Regions from separate parts of the Anas platyrhynchos genome. Here region 2 is linked to region 1. Evidence: chromatin contacts called from public Hi-C data. All regions are on one chromosome and are shown on one strand. The core of a region is the stretch at or near the end of the contact, and the rest is flanking DNA. Distances in the headings are between cores, read along the strand shown.

Region 1 (6,612 bases), core at 1,968-4,467:
AGGCAGGCTCTGGCCTTGCTTCCCTACAACATTTTGGTGTTTTGCTCCTAATCCCTGGCTGTGCCCCAACCTGCGCTTGCTAAGGGGAGCAGCTTGCGCGTGTCCCTTGCAGCTGGATCCTGCTGTTGGGGTGAGAGGCTGCCGGGCCAGGGCAGTTTTGGCTGCCCACCCATGGACCGTGCCCATCCCTGAGTGTGGCGTGAGGTGGGGGTGCAGGCAGATGTCACCCCCTCCCCAAGCTGTGACTGCTGGAGGGGACCGAAGCCCCTAAAACTCTGTTTGCCAAGTTGCTCATGCACCAGCCTAGCTTGGAGCCCCCCGTGGAGGACAGGTGGACCTGACAGCACTGGTGCTTCCCTCCAGCACACAGCTCAGACGTGTCCTTCACCACTCCCATCCCCTGCAAGCAGTGACCCCTTTTGCTGAGTGCTATGGGGAGGGCAGGCTGGCCACAGACCTATTTGTGGGGCTGCGTGGAGCTGGGAGCCCTGTCCTGGACCCCTTCTGCAAGCCCCGTTCCCTTCTCACACTTCCCCTGGAGCCCTTTGCGATGCAGATCCCAAAGCCACCCGGTCCCCACTCTCCCCGGCTGCTGCGCCCACCCTGGGGGGGCACAAGGTGCTGTGGGCAGCCCATAAAATGATGCTCAAATCCTGCTGGGGCCGTGCCACGGGCTGGGGCTGTGCCTTCAGCAACCACTGCGGTGTCTAAATTCGGTGTGGGACCCTCCTGCTGCCCCTTGGTCTCATCTTGCTTGTTGGGCTTTAGAAGGGATTTGGTTTTCCTCTTTGCCTTTTTTTTTTTTTTTTCTTTTTTTTCTAATAAAAGTTCTTTCTAAGAAGCTCCCGGTTGGCTGCTCCTGGACTGGGACCTGGAAAGGTTTGCTCCCCATCTTCTCTCAAGAGGAAAAAAGGCAAAAACCTGAGACGGATGTCTCAAAGGGGGGGGTAAAAACAATCCGAACCTTCACAGGACAGCATCTTGGTGCGGAGGGTCTGGTCCCCGGCTCTGCCTTATCAGCGTCCCCAGCCCTAGAAGGTGACAGCTGGCTGGCTTGTGTCAGCCCCTCGGGCACTCACGTATCTCCGTCCGGCGGGTTTAAAATAGCAAATCTCTGAGGCCACACAATAGCTTGGGCTTATATGGGCTCCTGGGGGGGCAGGGGGAGCGCGGAGGGGGCCGGGGCCGCGGCTGCCGAAATAGCAGCTCACAAGTGTTGCATTCCTCGCTGGGCGCCGGGCGCATTCCTGCCGGCGCTGCCCGCCCCGGGGTGGGCGCTGGGGGCCCCTTAAAGCCTCTGCCCCCCAAGGAGCACACCCCAGACACCCGCCGGCTTCCCCACGGCTCCGTGGGACCTCACCTGCGCCCCACAGCAGAGGTAAGGTTGGGGCGGCTCCGTGGGATGCTCGGGCTCTGCTGTGAAAGCGCAGGAGATGCAGGCCCCGTGTGGATTTGGCTCGGGGCTGATGGCCCTGCCCAGCTGCTTGCTCTGGGATGTGTTTCTGCTGTGAAGGCATTTCCCCAGGGAAAGCATCAGGACCCTCTCCAGGGGGTTTCTCTGCAGCACATCCAGTGCGGTTTGAGTGATGTAAGATGGCTGGAAAGGATTTTGGGTGCTTTTAGGGGATCTTGCAGATCCCTGCTCCCCATATCTCCGGGCAGACAGGAGGGATGCGGTGCTTTGGGAGCATCGTACTGGCCCACGGGGACCAGCAGAGCCAGGATCCTCACTTTTCTTTCAGAACGAGCACTCAGAGCCTTAACTGGAAGATTTATCCTGCTTCTGTGCCATTTTTTGCACAGAGGATGGAAAAATATTTCTCAGAGCCGCTTTCCAGTATAACATTATCTTTTCTTGATTTTGCTGCTGCTCCTCAGCAAATGTGTGGTGGGATCTGGTGATGTAGCAGAGAGGAGATGCATGGCAATGCAGAAATACACTTCCAGAAATGCATGTTTACAGCCTCGTGGCCAGGAGGGGATCTCTGCTCCTGTGTTGTACAAGGGCCACATGAAGCCCTGGGTGCTAGTGGCAACATAAAAAGGTTTGGCCAAACTCTGAGGTGGCAGGACCATGCCTCGCAGGGCCAGGCATGGGGAGTTCTGGGGAACGCGTGGGGCTGAACCCCGGGTCTGTTGGAGGGATGGGGACAACAGCAGCAGCTGGGGCAGTGAACCCGGGGCAGTCGGGGCTGGCTTCTGACTTCATTTGTCTCCAAAAAGCACTCCTGAGTCATTGCTCAGAAAGGAGGTTTGACAGCCGTGTGGTATGCTGAGGCATCCCTCCTGCAGTGCATCTTCCCCATGCCTGTGGGTCCTGGTCCCGGATTCAGCATCTTTAATGAGCGATCCTGAAGCCTCTCCAACCCATCCTGGGTAATGAATGCCCGACAGATGCAGCCAGGGCCAGTTGTTCCCGGTTGCCCGATGGGAGCGCTGCTCTGGGAACAGGTGGCTCGGCACATGGGGGTTATTTCTAGAGCTGCCTCACGTTGTCCTGCCGCATCGCAGCCTCGCCGAGGTCCCGCAGGAGCAGGGTGGCCAGGCTGTGCAGGGGCTGGGCTGTGCAACCTTGTGCTGCAGCATTGGGTGGGAGCAGGGCGAGGAGTGCCGACGGGTGGCATTCACCCAGCCACGGGCTGGGAGGGAGATCGGTGTGCGAGGAAGATGAGCATGGACATTTCCATGGTTTTCGCTGCACTTAGCCCTGCTGCTCAGCTGGGATCTGAGTTCTTGTCCCCTTTAGCTAAGCTCAGCCTATTGCAGATAACGGGATGTCCCTGCAAGGTTCCATATCCCAGCTGAGCTAAGAATAGTCAGGAAGCAAACCAAGCTGAACGTTATAATTGGGTAATTTTCCCGTGCCCTGAGCAAACACAGCACCCTGGGATGGCTCCAGCAAGGGGAGCTGCGTGTCCCAGACGTGGCTCCTGATGGCAGCTATCAGCACGGCACGAGGCAGTGTCTAATCTCCTGCCTCTTATTTGGGGCGAGCTCTGATCCTGGGACAGGAGGGGAGCGGGGGGACCTTATCTCCACTGAGATATCACCACCACAGCCCGGCGGGGGACAGCTCCCAGCTCCAAGTACTTTGGAGAGACGCAGCATCACGGTGCCCATGTCGTGGGTGCCGCAGGACAGGCTGTGCTTGTTCTTATCTCAGCTCCTAACCCTCGCTTTTTCCACCTTGCCTTGAATTCTGCTAGATAACCAAGCATGTCGGACTCTGAAGAGGTCGTTGAAGAGTATGAGCAGTAAGTGGTGTGTTTTTAAGCACCTTTCTCTCTCCCAATTCTTGTCTTCCTGTAGGGTCAAGCGTTGCTTAGAGGTGCTGATGGGGGGCCCAGCTGTGGTTGTTGCCCCAGCACCCAGCATGAAAGCACCTTGGGATCCCCCCTGCCCAATGGCATCACTGCTCTGACGGTTCTGTGGGGAGTTTGGAGCCGATAAGCAAATGTTCTGCAAAGGAATAGACCCTGCCCTAAAAGTTATGTGCTCTAAACCAATGGGACAGAGCTGAGAAAACGCTGGCTCCATCATTGTGTTGCTGATGGGGTCCTACTGCAGCGTCCTGAGCATCCCAACAAGGCCCAAATCCAAGGGCAGATTTTGCTGGTGAGAGCTGCTGGAACACCTGAAGGGAAGGGGATTGACATTGGAGCCACGTGGCTATAGGGACCGGTCCAAACGTGGCTGCTATTTCCTCATGCACCATCAGCAAAATTACATCTGAGCCCTTGTCTGATATAAGGGCGAGATGTAGGCTGCCCGTACCTGGAGTTTCAGACCCCCTTCTCGAGCTGTGAAATGCTCCTGGGCTCTGACCACCACCGGAGTGCCAGCTGAGCACTGCAGGCTGCCGATGTCTGCAGCCTGCTGGGTGATGGGGGACTCGACCTGTCCCCACTGCCACCTTACAGCACGGCACCCCGCAGCCTGCTGAGCACTCAAACCCGCCGATATGGAAAGCGGGACCCAGCTTGAGAAAATTTCAGCTCCTTTACAGAGGATTGCTGTAACTGGGGCACTTTGTGTCGTGCTTTGCAGGGAGCAGGAAGGTAAGGGGACGTGGAGCATCCACAGCTGCCCCGAGACTGATGCTAAGAAACGATCAGAGCGGCTTCAATAACCTGCGTCTTCTTTCCCTTCCCTTTCTCCTGTGCGCACATGTGCTCTGTGAAGAGGAGTACGTGGAAGAAGGTAGGTGTTTTGTTTGTGGTTGGATCAGTGCTGCTGGTTCGGTGTTATGCTCGAGTGGGTGGTGGTGGCAAGCTGCTGGGCTGCAATGGGCCAGAGGAGGCTGTGTGAGGCCGTGTTGTGAATTCCTCCACCTGAAACATCAGTGGGATCAAAGCCGGCCTGAATATTCTTAGGATCTCTTTTAACAGGGAGATCCCTTGTCTCAAAAAGAGGGGCGGATTTGGGTATTTTCAGAGTTGTAAGCACAATGGCTCAAGGGGAGCTGGCGCTTCAGCTGAATGTATGTTAATGGTGCTGGAGGAGAAGCCTCCAGCTGCCCCCGTACGGTGAAAAACCGACCCCCCCGCTGCATGCAGCTGCTCTGGGACATGGCTGGGCTGAGCATGCAAGGCTGGGCTTGTGGCCTGGGTTTTGCTGGGGGTCTTGCTGCTTCAGGGCACTGCCAGGTGGGCTGCTGTAGGGTGAAGCATCCTGGAAATTAAAAGCAAAGGGCTGGAGTCCTCATCTCACGCGTGCCGTAGCTACACCCCGCAGCTTTACGGCGTCTCACTAACCTCTGCGCTTATTCCTTCCCCTCCTCCCGGGCTCAGAAGAGGAAGAATGGATTGAGGAAGAAGACGGTAGCTATTGCACCTTTCTTTATTTCATCTCTCCACTGCTGCTGTGAACACCTTGTGGGTCCATCTGTCTCGTGCCTTTCCCCGGCTGGGGAAGGGTTTTCTTCCATTCTTTCACTTCTCTCTGTTGCTTCTTGCACTCCCCCCATCCAGCCGTGCTGTGCATACCTGCTCTCGTTCTGTGGTTTCTGTCTTACATCTACCCCCAAAAATGCCCGTGGCTTGCTGTTTTCTTTTTCTTTCTTCCTCTCTTGCTGCGGGACCACAAGTCTGCCCAGGACCTGTGGGCCCCAGCGCTGCTCTCGCTCCGATGGAGGATTCTCATGGGGATACTGCTCCCTCCAGTGGAAAAAGGCTCCAACCGTGCCATAAATGAGACCCATGCCACCCAGCCTTGTTCTTTGCTGGGTGGAGGAGGGCAACAGCAATCCCTCCTCTGCACCCTGGGGTCTGAGGGCCTAGCTTGGCGGGGAGGGAACGAGGGACAAACCAGGCTCTAAATCCTTTAAATTTATCCCCCTCCCCACCCAAGCAGAGCCTTCAGGTGCAGGTTAGAACAAAGCCCTTTGCTTTCTGAGCTGCTGCTTCTTTCTCCTGTAGCTTCCTCTCCCCCGGGGCTCTTTGGCCTTGCTGGTGGCCGGCTCCGAGCCACAGATGTCCCCCAGGAGGGGGCTGCGAGGAGCCAGCGGCAGCCACGGCTCTCGCAGTGACCCTGCCCTTGTTCCCCAGGTCAGGAAGAACAGGTAGAGGAGGCAGAAGAGGAGACCGAGGAAACCAAGGCAGAAGGTATGCAGATGGTGGGAGATGCCACGGTTGTGCTCTGTGTTGGTGGGGCGCTGGTTTTCGTGCTGTGCCCCGGAGCAGGGCTGGGACGTCCTGGTGTCACCTGCAGCAGGGCCAGCAGCCCCCGTATTGCTGGTTTCCAGTAAAGATGTGCCAAAACTGGGCTGCCCTTCCCTGCCCTTCCTAAGTGCTGAGTGGCTTGGCACTACAAGCATGAGGTTAATGCTGGTTTTTGCTGGCTGCTGACCTGCCGCCAAGTTGGTCGTGTCCAGCCTTCCGAAATAATGCCAGAAACGAGTAGAGCCTGTTCCACCGAGAGGTAGCTGTCGTCTCGGAGTGGGGATTTCCAGAGCTGGGGCCATGCTCTGATGTGTCTCACCATCCAAAGACCTCTTTAGAGAGGCCTGGATTGCCTGCTCTGTGTCCCCACGCAGTCCTGCCCGGTGGCCACGCTCAGGTCCCAGCCCTGCTCCACAAAGCAGGGTGCACAGGGGAGGTGGTGACCCTCGCCTGCGGATGCTCTGCTCACGTTCTCCCCCTTACTTTTGAAACAGAACAAGAAGATGAAACAAAAGCACCAGGAGAAGGTAAAGCAGGAGTGGAGGAAGGAAATTTTGGGGCCATTTCAGTCCTGAACCCAATCTCCCAAGGTGCTGTCCCCTTGCTGCGGGGTTTTCAGCGTTAAATTCAGCTGCTGCTGAAAGGAGATTCTGCGGCAAATGGGGCAGAACTGCCCGGGGCCTGTCCTCTGCCAGGGCTGGGGCAGCAGCAGAGCTGCAGGAGGGATGGCTTCATGCTGCCTCGGTAAGAAATTCACCCCCAAAATGGAAGGAGAGGGCAGAGCTATTGCTTTCCCAGGGGAGAAGGCGTTCCCCTGTTCATCCTGGAGAGCTGGAGGGGGGGGATTTTGTGGTGGGGGCAGCACCGCTTGGGCAGGGTGCACGGCGGGGCTGGCACCGGTTCCAAGCACCGTGTGTTCCGCAGGTGGAGAGGGGGACCGAGAGCAGGAGCC
Region 2 (6,612 bases), core at 2,814-5,313, 100 kb before region 1:
ACATAAACCCTGGGAAAAATGCTGGCTTGGCACAGGGCTGCACGGCCTTCCACTGCCACCTCGTGGGAGAAGGCACGAAGCAGCTGCCCGAGTACTTCCATGGGATCCAAACCATGAATCAGCCCCATCTGAATTACAGAAAACATCGCCGAGTATTAATAATGCAGAACAGATTTCCATTTCCTACCGAGCTAAGATTGCAATTTCTTAGAGTTGCCAGAGGCTTTGGTTCGATTTCATGAGTCTGCTGTTCCCAGGGACAGCACATTTATTAAGCTCGCTCAAAAACTTTTTCCGTACAAGTCCCTGGGTCACTACCTGGCTTCCTTTGCTTCTCCACCTGTAGCATCCACGGGTCGGTGCTGTGGAGCAAAGACGTGAACAGAAGAGCTGCTTCTGTGCTGTTAGCTCCCAGCTGCACACCCATACAGCATCTCTACAAATAGTTCAGGTCCGTTCTTTCGTTTAACTCATGTTTTTGGACACTGAGAAGTATGGGAAGATGTTTGAGTTAGTAAATGCCCCTACTCCGAACATCCAGGTGCTGATACCCAGAGGTGACCGGGGTCCATTAGGGGAAGGGGCTATTAGACACGATTAAATCCAGGGAACACGTCAGCAGTTCTGGTTAGGATGTAAAGAGGAATCGCGCGCAGATTTGGAACATGGGCAGGGATGGGGAAAAGCAGTTTTACCTTCTGCTTGCTCCATGCTCTCCAGCTGCACTTCTTTGACGCTGGTCAGCTCAAGCAGTGCCCGCTTCTTTTCCTCGACCATTCCTGGAGGAGCTCGCATATATTCCCGCTTGGAGTTAGTGGGCCAACCTACAGCCTGGGCTCCTCCGCAAATACCAAAATCCCCCCCCCTTCCTTAACCCTGAGCGCTGGATAAAGGCAGGGGGCAGCTGAGCACGCGGCAGCACACCTGCTCGCCTTCCTACCAGGAAGCAGAGCTCAGCAGCAGTGACCCCCAGCCCACACCTCGACCTTTTTCCAAATAAAAAAACGCAGCCCGCTTTCTGAGACAGCGGGAGCAACCTCGCCTCGTCCCAACATGGCAAACCCCACGGCCTGCAGGATTCCTGCCCTCCCACGTCATTCGGCCAGCAGCCTTTTAAAAAAAGGACGACTTTATCTGAAAGAGATTAACCGCAAAAGCACGGCAGATAAAAACGCTTTCGACAGCAGGTGCCGGATGATGGCTCGCTTCTCCACGAGCCCTTTTAACTTCTTGTTGTCCGCTGGGCAGCGGGGTGGGAAGCTGTCCCTGCCCCTGCCGTGGTGCCTGGTGGGGGTGTCCCCACGTGTGCTCCCCCGTGGCCTTCACCAAGGGAAGAAAAACCGCTCAGCGACAAGGATTATAGGGTCAGCCACCACTGACAACAGCAATAAGGTGGCAGCAAGGCAGCGCTCACAGCTTTATCCACCGCTTCCTCTCCAGTGACATTTAAAGACCCCCTGAGTGCAATGTCCGTGGTTTATCTCTAAGATTTCACGGGTTTTGGTTAAATGCTGAGGGTTAACGGAGGTATCAGGCATCTGTGCTCACCCCGCAGGAGTCATGTTCTGAATTTGGACAGGACAAGAATCACGAGGCAAAAGGACTTGCCAAAAATTGTTCATCTAATAGTACTGGTGGAGGAGGATTCAGTTATTAATATATTATTAATATACGCTACTATAATTAGCAGCTGGATCCTCAGAATGAAGGAACGAAGAATGAATTCCTCTCGGGAGTGAAGCAGAGAAGAAATATTTGCCAGGCACGTTTACCTTGCGTGTCAGTGAACTTTCTTCAAAACCTGCAAAAAAATCTGTGGAAATCTTTAGAGGGCAAGGTGCTGGGCTGAGCACGGCCTCCAGCCCCTGGGCCCTAAGAAAACAAGCCCATCTCACTCTTACTCTTGATTTATCTGAAAAATTGGGCAGAGTATGTTAAAAAATAATAAGGCAGAGATGTATTTCCTGCCTCTAGCAGCTGGCCTGACAGCAAGTACGACCACCTGGCTGGAACCTTCCTGAGCAGCAGGAAGAACGCCCGACTGCAGAATGCAATCGTGTAAACAAAGCGGATGGGGAAAAAAGAGGAAGGACAAATTAAATTCCTAAATCTGACAAAACTGGGTGTGACTTCAACTTCCAGAATGTCCTTTTAAAGTGATTACACAGCGGAGAGCTCAAACTCAGGACCTGTCTTCAGAGGCTCTCGGGGAAAGCTCGTCTCCACGCACAGAGGTGCTGCCCACGGGCTGCACGGCGGCCTTTCCGTCTGCCCTGGGATCCGGAGCAGTTTTTCAGACCCAGAGAAGCTTCGCGGAGACCCTGAGACCTTCCTTTCAGTGCCACAAGTCACGTCCAACTCGGTGTGACCCCCGACCACCTCGCCTCCATGCGCAGGGCTCCCAGGAGAGACATGGCCACGCAGCGCGGCGCTCAAACCGCAAGGGCAGGATCGTGGCGAACTCTGCGAGGGAGCTGTCGGCGGCACTAGAGGCCGCTGTCATCTCGGATAAATGCAGATAAAGGCAGCGGGCTGCAGCCGGCAGGACCCCCCTCGAATCCCCACCACTTGCTTGCACAGAGCAGAAACCAAAAGGACGGCGGCTTTGCACCGGGGGGGACAGGATCCATGTGAGACAGGGGATGGAGACGGGATGCACAGCATCCCCCGCGCCTGTACCTCGCCCTCAGAGCCGGCGTTGTTCAGAGCTCAGCTGGACAAATGATTTGCAATGCGAGACAGCTTGGCGCTGGCAGGAGATCATCCAAACCGGCAGCAATGCTCATCGCTGGCTCCAAAAGTCCCCCAGAAAAAAGAAGAGGAGAAATCGACTGGCAAAAAAAAAATATTGATTCTGGAGGATGGCACGTTTCCAGCCCCTCGCTGTCGGCGCTCCGCAGTGCTGCAGCAGAACGCAGGGAGGCTGAACGTGCAGCTGGGTACCTGTAAATACGCACGGCAGCAGCCTGGCTGCCTGGCACAGCCATATGGCCCTAGCAGCAGGCAGCACTTTGGCCACGGCCAGTGCAGGCACACAGACCGCAGGACATTCCTCCGAGCTGCGCTGCTGCCTTTGCTTTTTTGTTCTTCCCTCCCCTCCGTAAAGACACAGCGATGGTTCATGCTATTTTCCAGCCACCGGAGCGTTGGCTGACCAATTTGGCCAGCTGACACGTGCAGCAGGTAAAAGACAGGGAAGAAACGCTGCCATGGGCCAGGGCGAGGGCTGCTGGCTGGCAGAGGATGCGCAACTGCACTCCTGAGCCCTTTGATCCTCGTTCCTCCCTAGACCTAACACAATCTTCTGCTCTAACCTTTTGGCTTCGCCTGGATAATTTAAGGCTACAACTTCGGAGCCATTGCTGTGATCTAATATTAGAAGATAAGCTTGTTTGTGTTTTTGTTGCTAAGAGAAAGCCGGAGCTTTGGAAACACTGAAGCTGACCAAATGCTCCTGCAACAGCTGCCGGCAGGAGCCGAAATGCATACAGTGCTTCCCTGACAACTGTTTGCCATTTTCCCTTCTTATTTTATTTTCCTGAAGTTGGCCTCCTTCCAAAATGAGCTTTTCCCATTTAGGTGACCTCTCCTGTTCCTCCAAGTCCGTGTTTCCTAGTTCAACGTGTGCAGGCAGTGGCTCTGTCGGTGTATCCTGCTGGTAGAACACACATCCACAAGCGAGGTTTCCTCCACCCGTAATGCATCATTGCTGTGTTTTTTCCCTCGGTAGCTGCAAAGCATCGATTAAAGGTGGGAGGAATTTTCTGGTGTTGATCCCTTTGCATTAACATAATTCGCAAGAGACGGCTCGCTAATAAAAATGCAGGAGACAAACAGATCTCCTCTATTATTTATAGAAACTGATTCGGCAATAAATGCCGACGCAGTGATATTAATAGATGATCTTTTTGGCATTTACAAGTACAGTCACAGTCAAGCTCCCTGTCTGGAGACAGCGCCAAGGCTCTGGTGGGCTTTGTGGAGACCACTTCTCCTGGGAAGAATCTAAAGCTGCCGCAACTTTATTCTGCGCTTGCCAAAACAGAGATAGGGTTGTGAAACGGGCTGGAGTGTGAGCTGCAAGCACAATGCACGCTCTGTCCTCTTGCACAATCTCTCTTTGCACCAGGAGGATCTTTGGCAGCTCGTCTCGATTCAATTGCAAATGACACCAAGCCAACTGACCCTAGCAAAATGACAAGGAGCACGCAGAGGCACTCCTAGCGGTGACTGTAAGTGTCCTGACAGACAAAGACACTGCAGCAGCAACTGCAAATTATTTCCCCGCAGACAGAGTGGATGGATGTGGTTCATAGAGAACCCTTGCAATACCTTCAGAGCACTACCTGAGCTAGCTCTAGAAAAAGGAAAAAAAATGCCTGAACAAGCTGACAAGTCTGGGTATTTTCCAAACAGCACAGACTAGCTTGCTTTCTTGGATCCCTTGCAGCTGAAGCATGCAGCAGGCATGCCCTCCTTCCACCAGGGAGGTCACGGGGCTGCCTGCAGATTACATGGCACCTCGGAGCTCCACCATCTTTATCTTTACAAGCTGATAATTTCCATCATTGCTTTTCACATCCTTTGGCTCGAGGCCACTTAAAATATGTCAGAGTACAGAGCATTATCTCCACGCTCAGGACGGTCTGTATTTCAAGGAGAAGTTATTATTTTAGTTCAGAAGAATCTAGTTACTGGAAACACTCCATGAACAGGCTGCCCATTAGAAATACACAGCTCATCGCTGCATTTTATTTATTGCCACTTCATCCACGCCATCAGAAGGGACAGATCTTGCAAAAGTTTACCTGTTTGCAGCAATAAATATGGATCACTCGATGCTCCGTACTTAAATGCAGAAGGTAAATTTCCTTTCAAAAGAGTACCAACCATGCCAGGTTTCTATTTTCCCAGTCTTAAAATCACAGAACCGTACATGTAGAATGGCTTGGGTGGGAAGGGACCTTAAAGATCATCTAATTCCACCCCCCTGCCACGTGCAGGGACACGTCCCACCACAGCAGGTTGCCCAAAACCCCATCCAGCCTGGCCTTGAACACATCCATGGCTTCTCTGGGCAGCCTGTTCCAGTGCCTCACCACCCTCAGAGGAAAAAAATGAATGCTGCTGGAGGGCAGTCCATCTGCTCCCGTGTCACACACCTACGTGCTCCAGGAGGATTTGTTGCCCCCCAAACTAATAACGGAGGGACCTAGGGGACTTGGGCAGCAGATGTCTCCATGGGGGCATGTGCAAACCGAACGAAGAACCAGAGGGATGCATTTTTGTCTGAACGCATCTCAGCCCAAAGCTCTTTTAGGAGGAGCTTTGTGTTACAGGACCTACTCCAAGTGGCTGCTGTGCAGTCTGTCCCTCTGTGCACAGAGGCCTTAGGGACTGAGACTGGTAGCAGAGACGACTACTGAAGAAAAACGCCGAGACGCGCTGAAAGGACAAGCAGAAAATCACGAAGCTAAATTTAACCTTCAACCCAGCGATGACTCCGTTCAAAACCTCAGGACGGAGCAGGGGCAGCAGAGAGACTTTGCGCCGTGCCAAAAAAACACCTCTTACAGCCCCCTGCTGCCACCACGGGAGACCTGGTCACAGAGGAGGAACGAAACGCACCGGCACTCTGCTCACTAACCTTCTGCGCTCCCTGGCTTCCTCAGCTGAGAAGTCCTTTCCTGCAGTGGAGGCAGCACCGGCATTGGCAATACCATTAGCAGAGCCGAGCACAGCACGGTTTGTGATTACACCTAGGGGGGTGCTAGCAGAGAGGCCCTCTGTACTTTTCTCTACAGCAGAATCAGTTTGTTGCCTGAAAGGGGCTCTGAAATAGAGAAGACATAATGGAAAGCAAAGCAAGTGAACTCAACTGCTAACCAAGACCAGCCACCTCCGGGGAACACTGACAGCTCCTTCTCCTTGTTCTGCGCTCGTGTTTTAGAAGGGAACAGCACAGAGGAAAATGAGAGTTTAAAATCTTGTAGAAGAATAAGCGAGAGGAATTCACGGTTAGGCTTCACATCCCTGTTTGCAGCAAAAATGATTAGAAAATGTGACCGGTGAGCAGGCAGGAGGAATGAACGCTGAGACACGTACAGTGAACACCCGAGAGCGGCCTGAGCAGCCCCTTGTGATCGTACCAGGGCGTTAAGAGTGCCCAGTCGACCACTCCAGTGAGTGAAGGAGGTCACCCACGGGCTGTGAACTGCTTCCTGGTGCATACACACTACCGAAACTGCCCAACGTAACCACTCTGGAATGTCTTATCAAGGTTTCCCCTGTGCAGGTACATTTCCAATCCACAATCCAGAACTCAGAACTTCCAACCCAAATGCCGATTTGCTGCAGCGTTATCTCCGCTGAGAGCCGTTACCTGGTGTACGGGCGGGCTGACGCAGCGGTGTTCGCACCGAGAGGTGTGGGACAGGCAGAGGCAGGATGCCACGGGGCGCTCAGTGAGGTAGATGGACCAGTGGTAGTGGGTGAGGTAGCTAGAGATGTATTGCGACTGGCTGAAATGTAGGGGCTGCTGAGGTCACTACTTCTACCAAATGAAGCACTGTAAAACATCACAAAATCACGTCCTTCAGAGCACAGTAAATA

What was found. A called contact is a pair of places that touch in the nucleus more often than the background predicts.
Region 2: a contact with region 1 is called in a Hi-C map of liver, with 1.6 times the contacts expected there. The contact joins the enhancer-like site here to the promoter of TNNT2 in region 1. A contact is called at or near these places in 2 of 8 Hi-C or Micro-C datasets (liver and subcutaneous adipose tissue).

What each region holds. Positions count from the first base shown.
Region 1 is chr27:6,415,405-6,422,016 of IASCAAS_PekinDuck_T2T, reverse strand. It overlaps TNNT2 (troponin T2, cardiac type), which reads left to right and starts at 3,217. Exons shown (of 15, transcript XM_038168316.2): 1 at 3,217-3,254; 2 at 4,048-4,058; 3 at 4,183-4,200; 4 at 5,547-5,603; 5 at 6,155-6,187. The coding sequence starts at 3,217.
Region 2 is chr27:6,519,187-6,525,798 of IASCAAS_PekinDuck_T2T, reverse strand. PPP1R12B (protein phosphatase 1 regulatory subunit 12B) reads right to left here. Exons shown (of 27, transcript XM_072028378.1): 14 at 6,383-6,568; 15 at 5,648-5,833. Among named protein-coding and RNA genes, the nearest start is that of PPP1R12B, 56 kb to the right of the region's middle. Within about 2 kb of position 4,063, at least 4 of the 8 cell types and tissues checked have an H3K27ac peak or open chromatin away from gene starts, as enhancers often do.